2 separate regions of the Manis pentadactyla genome follow, and region 2 is linked to region 1. A link is a contact called in public Hi-C data. All regions are on one chromosome and are shown on one strand. The core of a region is the stretch at or near the end of the contact, and the rest is flanking DNA. Distances in the headings are between cores, read along the strand shown.

What was found. A called contact is a pair of places that touch in the nucleus more often than the background predicts.
Region 2: a contact with region 1 is called in a Hi-C map of fibroblasts, with 5 times the contacts expected there. The contact joins the promoter of AHR here to the promoter of LOC118917090 in region 1. A contact is called at or near these places in 3 of 3 Hi-C or Micro-C datasets (blood, fibroblasts and skin fibroblasts).

The regions. Positions count from the first base shown.
Region 1 is chr7:91,410,401-91,413,763 of mManPen7.hap1, reverse strand. It overlaps LOC118917090, which reads left to right and starts at 1,742. Exons shown (of 6, transcript XM_057504969.1): 1 at 1,742-2,065. The coding sequence starts at 1,742.
Region 2 is chr7:91,675,608-91,678,726 of mManPen7.hap1, reverse strand. AHR (aryl hydrocarbon receptor) reads right to left here and starts at 1,781. Exons shown (of 11, transcript XM_036894489.2): 1 at 1,066-1,781. The coding sequence starts at 1,130.

The DNA of each region.
Region 1 (3,363 bases), core at 493-2,992:
TCTGTGATACACTGTTCTCCCCGTGATCCCCCACACCATGTGTACTAAACATAACACCCCTCAGTCCCCTTCTCCCTCCCTCCCCACCCGCCCTCCCACACCCCTCCCCTTTGGTAACTACTAGTTCATTCTTGGAGTCTGTGAGTCTGCTGCCATTTTGTTCCTTCAGTTTTGCTTCATTGTTACACTCCACAAATGAGGGAAATCATTTGGCATTTGTCTTTCTCTGCCTGGCTTATTTCACTGAGCATAATGTCCTCCAGCTCCATCCATGTTGTTGCAAATGGTAGGATTTGTTTCTTTCTTATGGCTGAATAGTATTCCATTGTATGTATGTACCACATCTTCTTTATCCATTCATCTAGTGATGGACACTTAGGTTGCTTCCATATCTTGGCTATTGTAAAAAGTGCTGCAATAAACATAGGGGAGCATATGTCTTTTTTGAATCTGAGAAGTTGTATTCTTTGGGTATATTCCAAGGAGTGGGATTCCGGGGTCAAATGGTATTTCTATTTTTAGTTTTTAGAGGAACCTCCATATTGTTTTCCACAATGGTTGAACTAGCTTACATTCCCACCAGCAGTGTAGGAGCGTTCCCCTTTCTCCTCATCCTCACCAGCATTTGTTGTTCTTAGTCTTTTCGATGCTGGTCATCCTTACTGGTGTGAGGTGATATCTCATTGTGGTTTTAATTTGCATTTCCCTGATGATTAGTGATGTGGAGCACCTTCTCATGTGTCTGTTGGCCATCTGAATTTCTGCTTTGGAGAACTGTCTCTTCATATTCTCTACCCATTTGTTAACCGGGTTATTTGCTTTTTGGGTGTTGAGGTGTGTAAGTTCTTTATATATTTTGGATGTTAACCCCTTGTCAGATATGTCATTTACAAATACATTCTCCCATACTGTAGGATGCCTTTTTTGTTTTGTTGATGATGTCCTTCGCCGTACAAAAGTTTTTAGTTTGATGTAGTTCCATGAGTTCAATTTTGCTTTTGTTTCCCTTTCTCGAGGAGACGGGCTCAGGAAGAAGTTGCTCATGCTTATATTCAGGAGATGTTTGCCTATGTTGTCTTTTAAGAGTTTTATGGTTTTATAACTTACATTCAACCAGCACTTACTTTTAAGACTAAGTAAGGCAAAACATGAGCCTAGAGTAAGGCAGGCTTCATTTACACTCACAGATCTACTAATGATTATATACCCTAACAGCTACTCCAATATGTGCACCCCAAGGATGCAGTTATAGAAGAGGAAGACAGAAGAGAGAGACCTCATAAAATGGAGTCCGTCTAAGTTCAAACTGCAAATGAGACTTTATTTTATATGACAAATCAAACTCAAGACCAGAGCCAAGCAATATCGCTAATTCATTCTCCAGAGACACCTGTGGTACCATTAAGGCATCTTGCCAACTCCCTCAGACACCTACCTTGACAACACCCACACCTAATGCAGAAGATGATAAACCAACTCCTCACTAACAGATAACATGCATTTGGAGTCATGAGAAATTTTTAAGGTAGACAACAACAAAGAACGTTTTTGAATTTAAAATCGCTGTGGTTTCCAGCCAAGATGAAATAACAGGGACTGGATTTACCTTCCCTCATGAAACAACTAAAAAAATGGAAAACATTTATGAAATAATGATTTTCAAACACTGGACATCAGGCAGCACAGAATGGTGACCTAAGAGACAGGAAACGAAGACAGCGACCCTTGTGGCTGCCCGAGCATGTACAACCTGGAGAGAGTTCCTAGGCCAAAGCTCGGGGAGCTGGGACCAACATGGAGTCTGGGAAGTCCCTGGGTTGAAGAAGTGGAGCTAAGATTCCAGGGAGTCCAGGAATCCACAGGCAGATTCTTGAAGAGAGCCACACAGAGAGAGAGAGAGCAAGCTCAGGAGACCAGCAGAGGGCCCCTTCTGTGTCCTCAGTTGAACTCTGATCAGCACACAAGTGAGAAGAAACTAGCCAAGTCTGGGCAACAAAAAACACCTAAGGGAAAAATCCACAGAACTCACACAGGGACAGGAATAGAATATATTTCCCCTGTCAAAGTAAGGAAATGCTGTAATTCATGGGACATCAGATTGAACATTCAGAAGGGTTATTGCCTCAATAATGGATGATAAAAAATCAGTCCTAGACTGAAGCCTGTTCCAGTGCCACCTGATGGAATTTAAAACCTACATGGTTGAAATCATTTATTTCCCGTCTTTGGGGATGGTTTTCTTTCCCTCTGGTCCTTCAGTAAACATTCATTAAATGACTCCAAACTGAAGAGAGATTTTGACTTTATCCAGATTTCAGCATCTGACCCCCCAGTTATAAACGTGCAGAGGAGGACACAGGTGAGAACATCACAAAAGCGGAATAAGGCACATAGGTTGATTTGTGTTTTCTCCTCTACCTTGTTCTCCAGAGATCAGCAGATAAGTCTAACTGGGTAAAGTTATAAAATCTATCATTCCCTTAAGTTCAGTAAGTGTTTAGGGAACTTGGGATGACGACACTGAGAGGTATTTGCTTCCTCATTTTGAACAATGCACTGATTGTTCAGTAGCATTACTGTATCGTTGTTATGCAATTATCCACATAATATCATTCAGGCATTGCATCTCCCAGAGACCATGCTGTTGATCTTGCACCCATGACATTTGTTCCCAGCTCAATGTCACTGTTCATTAAAGCATGTGTTTGATAAACTTAGTAATGTTCCTATTGGAATTGTAAGTTAGTCTTCCAAGATTGGTCTCATAAGCCCTTTGCCTGAAAAAAGATTTTTTTTAATATTATTTTTTTGAAAGGGAGTCTTCTATGGTCTTACTTGGAAAACAGAACACCAAAGTTGTGATTTCCTGCAGGATTTCCCAACTGTTGTGATAAAATTCTTACATTCTTCAGAAAAACCCTGATGACACAACACTAAGTCGGTGATACTTGACGTCTCAAACAAGCACGGGAGGATACCAGATCCTGTGACGACATGGCTGATGCCATTTGATTTCTGAAACCAGTTGCTTTAGCCAGCAAGTCCCTGCTGACTTCCCCCTCGATGGATTCTATTTTGAGAGATTGCCTGGGAGGCAGTTGCCTGTAAGATTTTAGAAGCTGCGTGGAAAACGTCTGAGTCCAAAAGCTCTTATGCCTGCCCTCTCACTGTTGATAATTGTTTATCCGTCTCTGAAGGTCTGCACAGATGAGAACAAGCCATAGGATGGAACCACATTCTTCTTTGTTGATATTTAACTATCTAATGAAATGGTAACAGGTGGCTCTTTACCACTGTCCTGTGTGGAAAACCACATCTTAGTTCCTTCCTGGATTTAGCTATGGATCAGATAGTCATAAATTC
Region 2 (3,119 bases), core at 532-3,031, 260 kb before region 1:
AGTTACTGGTTTTAAGTATAAATCTTAAACTGTTATTTTTCTGTTGAGATCAATGACCAAAGTTAGGTTTTAAGAAAAACACACACTTATTTGCTCCGAGTAAAAGTCTGATGTGCTCTTAAAAGTGTCTATGAAAATTTGAAAGATTTGAAGTAAGGTAACTCAGAGATAATAATTAGGAATAGACAATGAAAACAGCCAACTAACAAAAGTAAATCAGTCTCAGGCACAGATTTTTTTTCATAAAAAAAAATTTAAGTATTTGCTAGCTCACACAAACACCCCACCAAAACAAACAAGTCTAAGTTTATAATCAATCTATTAGAATTGACAAAACTTTGAAGAAGGGGAAAAAGGAAATTAGAGAAAGATGCTAAGAATGAAAGCGCCTGCCTGTTTAGTAATTCCAGGTCTAAATCCTTTGCTTTATAGACACAAAATCACCCCAAAAGTGACAAGAAAGCTTCCCAAAAAGGAAGCTGAAAATACAAATACCCCTACACTCACTCGTGTCTGCTCATCTCTGTACATTTTACCGACATAGTCACATTGAAGGATACAAAATTACTGCCGAAGTAGTAAGAAAGAACGCAACAGAAAGCCAGTTGCACCGGACCTAAGAAATACCTTCAGGGGCACTCAGCCCCTTTCTAGCAGACGGCAAGTGTTGAGCTCTTTAAAAACATCTCGTCCTGCCAGAATTGGGAATTATAACACTCCTTTAACCTATGAGGATATTAAAAGTGGAATGGGATTTCAAGATAGGTTTATGTTAACTCATCCACCAGCCCACAGGGCTGACCTGGCTGTCAACAAATTAGACCATATTAGAACAGAGCTGCAAATGGCTGGGGGCATTAGAGGGTGAATGTGCGCTGGGGACGGGAAGGCAATTTTTAAAATACAATCATCAAAAACAGAAAAATCCAAGGCCTGGGTCTCCCGACCGGCCTCCAAATCTCGAGTCCATGGATCGTGTGAGGAAACGACCTAACCCAGCCTGCGGGGACCTGGGTGCGGGGTGGGCGTCCACCCCAGCGCCGAGGACGCGCTCCGGGCACTCACGTTTTCTGCACCGGCTTTCGCCGCTTGCGACTGGCATAGGCTACGTTGGCGCCGCTGCTATTCATGGTGACGGCTGGCGGCGGCTCCTCACCGGGTGCGGGCGCGGTCCCCGGGACCAGGCAGCAACTGGGCGACGGCAGTAGCCGACGCCGGACTCCACGAAGCCGCGCCGCTCCACCTGCGTTCTCCCCGGGCGGTGGCGAAGACGCTCGCCCCCCGAGCCTCGGCTCCCGCAGCCCCGAGCGTTCAGGTGCGCCGCCCGGGCCTGGCTCCCGAGAACGAGGGGCGGGGACCGGCGAACCAGGCGGCGCAGGTGCCGTCTACACCCGGGGAGGCGGTGCAGCGTACCCGCAGGTGAGGCGGCCCGGGCGGAGGAGGAGCCTGCACCGCCTGTTTGGAATCCTGGCCTGGGTCGCGCGCTTTGGCGCCGCGCCCCGTGACCGTCGCAGCAGCCCGTTGGGTAAGAGAGGCACCGCCGCGCAGCTCCCTGGGCTTCCCCGGTCCTGGGTGCTTCCCGTCTGCGGAGCTTGGGCTCCAGCTGCCTCTCCGGTGCCACCAGCTTCCGCTCAGCAACGCGGATGTCTCTGGTCTGAGCCGGTGGTCCTGGTCAAGCTCGCGGGACCGAGCGTCGAGTGGACTCCCCCGGCGTTACCTCCCACCGAGGCGAGGACCAGCTGAATAGCAGAAGCGCCCCGGACCCACTCCGGCCCCGCCCATCTCCTTGTAGCCCCGCCCGGTCCTGCTTAGCCACGCCCACGCACCATCTCCCCTGGGGGCGCCACCTCCTGGCACGTGGTGACGTAAGGCGTAACGGCGCCCCTCAGTAGCCATCTTCTTGAGGTCAAGAGGAGGATTATGTGGACACATTTCCAAACCATGAGAGGTGTGACCCCAAATTACATGTAGCCAAACTCTTTGTAACTAGATTATCTCAAGGACAGACATGCCAAATAGTGAGTTTAACTTCACCTGTATGAGAAACAGTGACTCAGCTAACTTGGACTAAGATTTACAGTGAGCTGGCAGATAACCAGTGGGGCTCTGAAGCTTCCTAGAGGAGGCGAGCTTCGGGAGGTCACATCTGAATTGAACTTGAAGGCTCGGAGTTTCCTTGCCTTTTTTTTTTTTTCTCTTTAATTGTCTCCATACTAGACAATATATTTTCCCCATCCAGAATAACTCTGTTAACCTATAGTCAGATTTCAATAGGATGGAATGGAACTAAGAAGGGAAGGACAAGGCATTTGGGGATAATAGTCTGGTATGATTAGAAAGGAGCTGGAAGTGAGAAGAGTCTAGATATTATTCTATAGTCAGTGGAAGCCTTTTAAAGATGCTTAGCAGGAAATTAGCATACTAGTGTCTTGGAAAAGTCAGGCGGGGAGAAAAATGCAAACAGGATTACAGGAGAACAAAACTGAATGCAGGGAGAGTAGTAGTTAGGGAGTTGTTGAAATAGTCCAGGTCAAAGTCCAGGGAAGTGGCAGTGAAATGGAGAAATTAAAGAAATGATAGAAAAGGATAAGGAAATAGGGGAAGAGAGGCAGCAATCTCAGATGACTCCAAGATTTCTGAGTATTTCTGTACTGTTACAGAGGACTGTGAACACAAAGGACTATATTTGCTTCTCAGGAACAGAAGGCCTTCCAGACTAAGATGTTCTCTAGCAATTTCTACCCTGTGAGTTTGTTACCTTAAATTCATTGCATCAATAAACTGAACTCATCTTTTTTTTTTAGCAGAAATTTTGCTATCATTGGCTTTACCATTCTCCAGATCAACCTATGAAATATTTTCAACTCCCCTATCACTTATATCTAATTATTCCAGCAAAACAAAAATTGTCTTCTTTGAAAGACAAATTTAATTCATCTCCCTTCACTTTATTCTTTAACAATAACAAAATGAGAATGCCCAGTCCCAATTCTATACCATTCAGAATTCCAAAACTGATATTATCCTTTCCACACATTAATTCAATCAAGAGATATTTTGGGGGTAACACCTATGTGCCAAGAATCATGCTAGTACTGGGTAAACAATGGTGGGCAAAA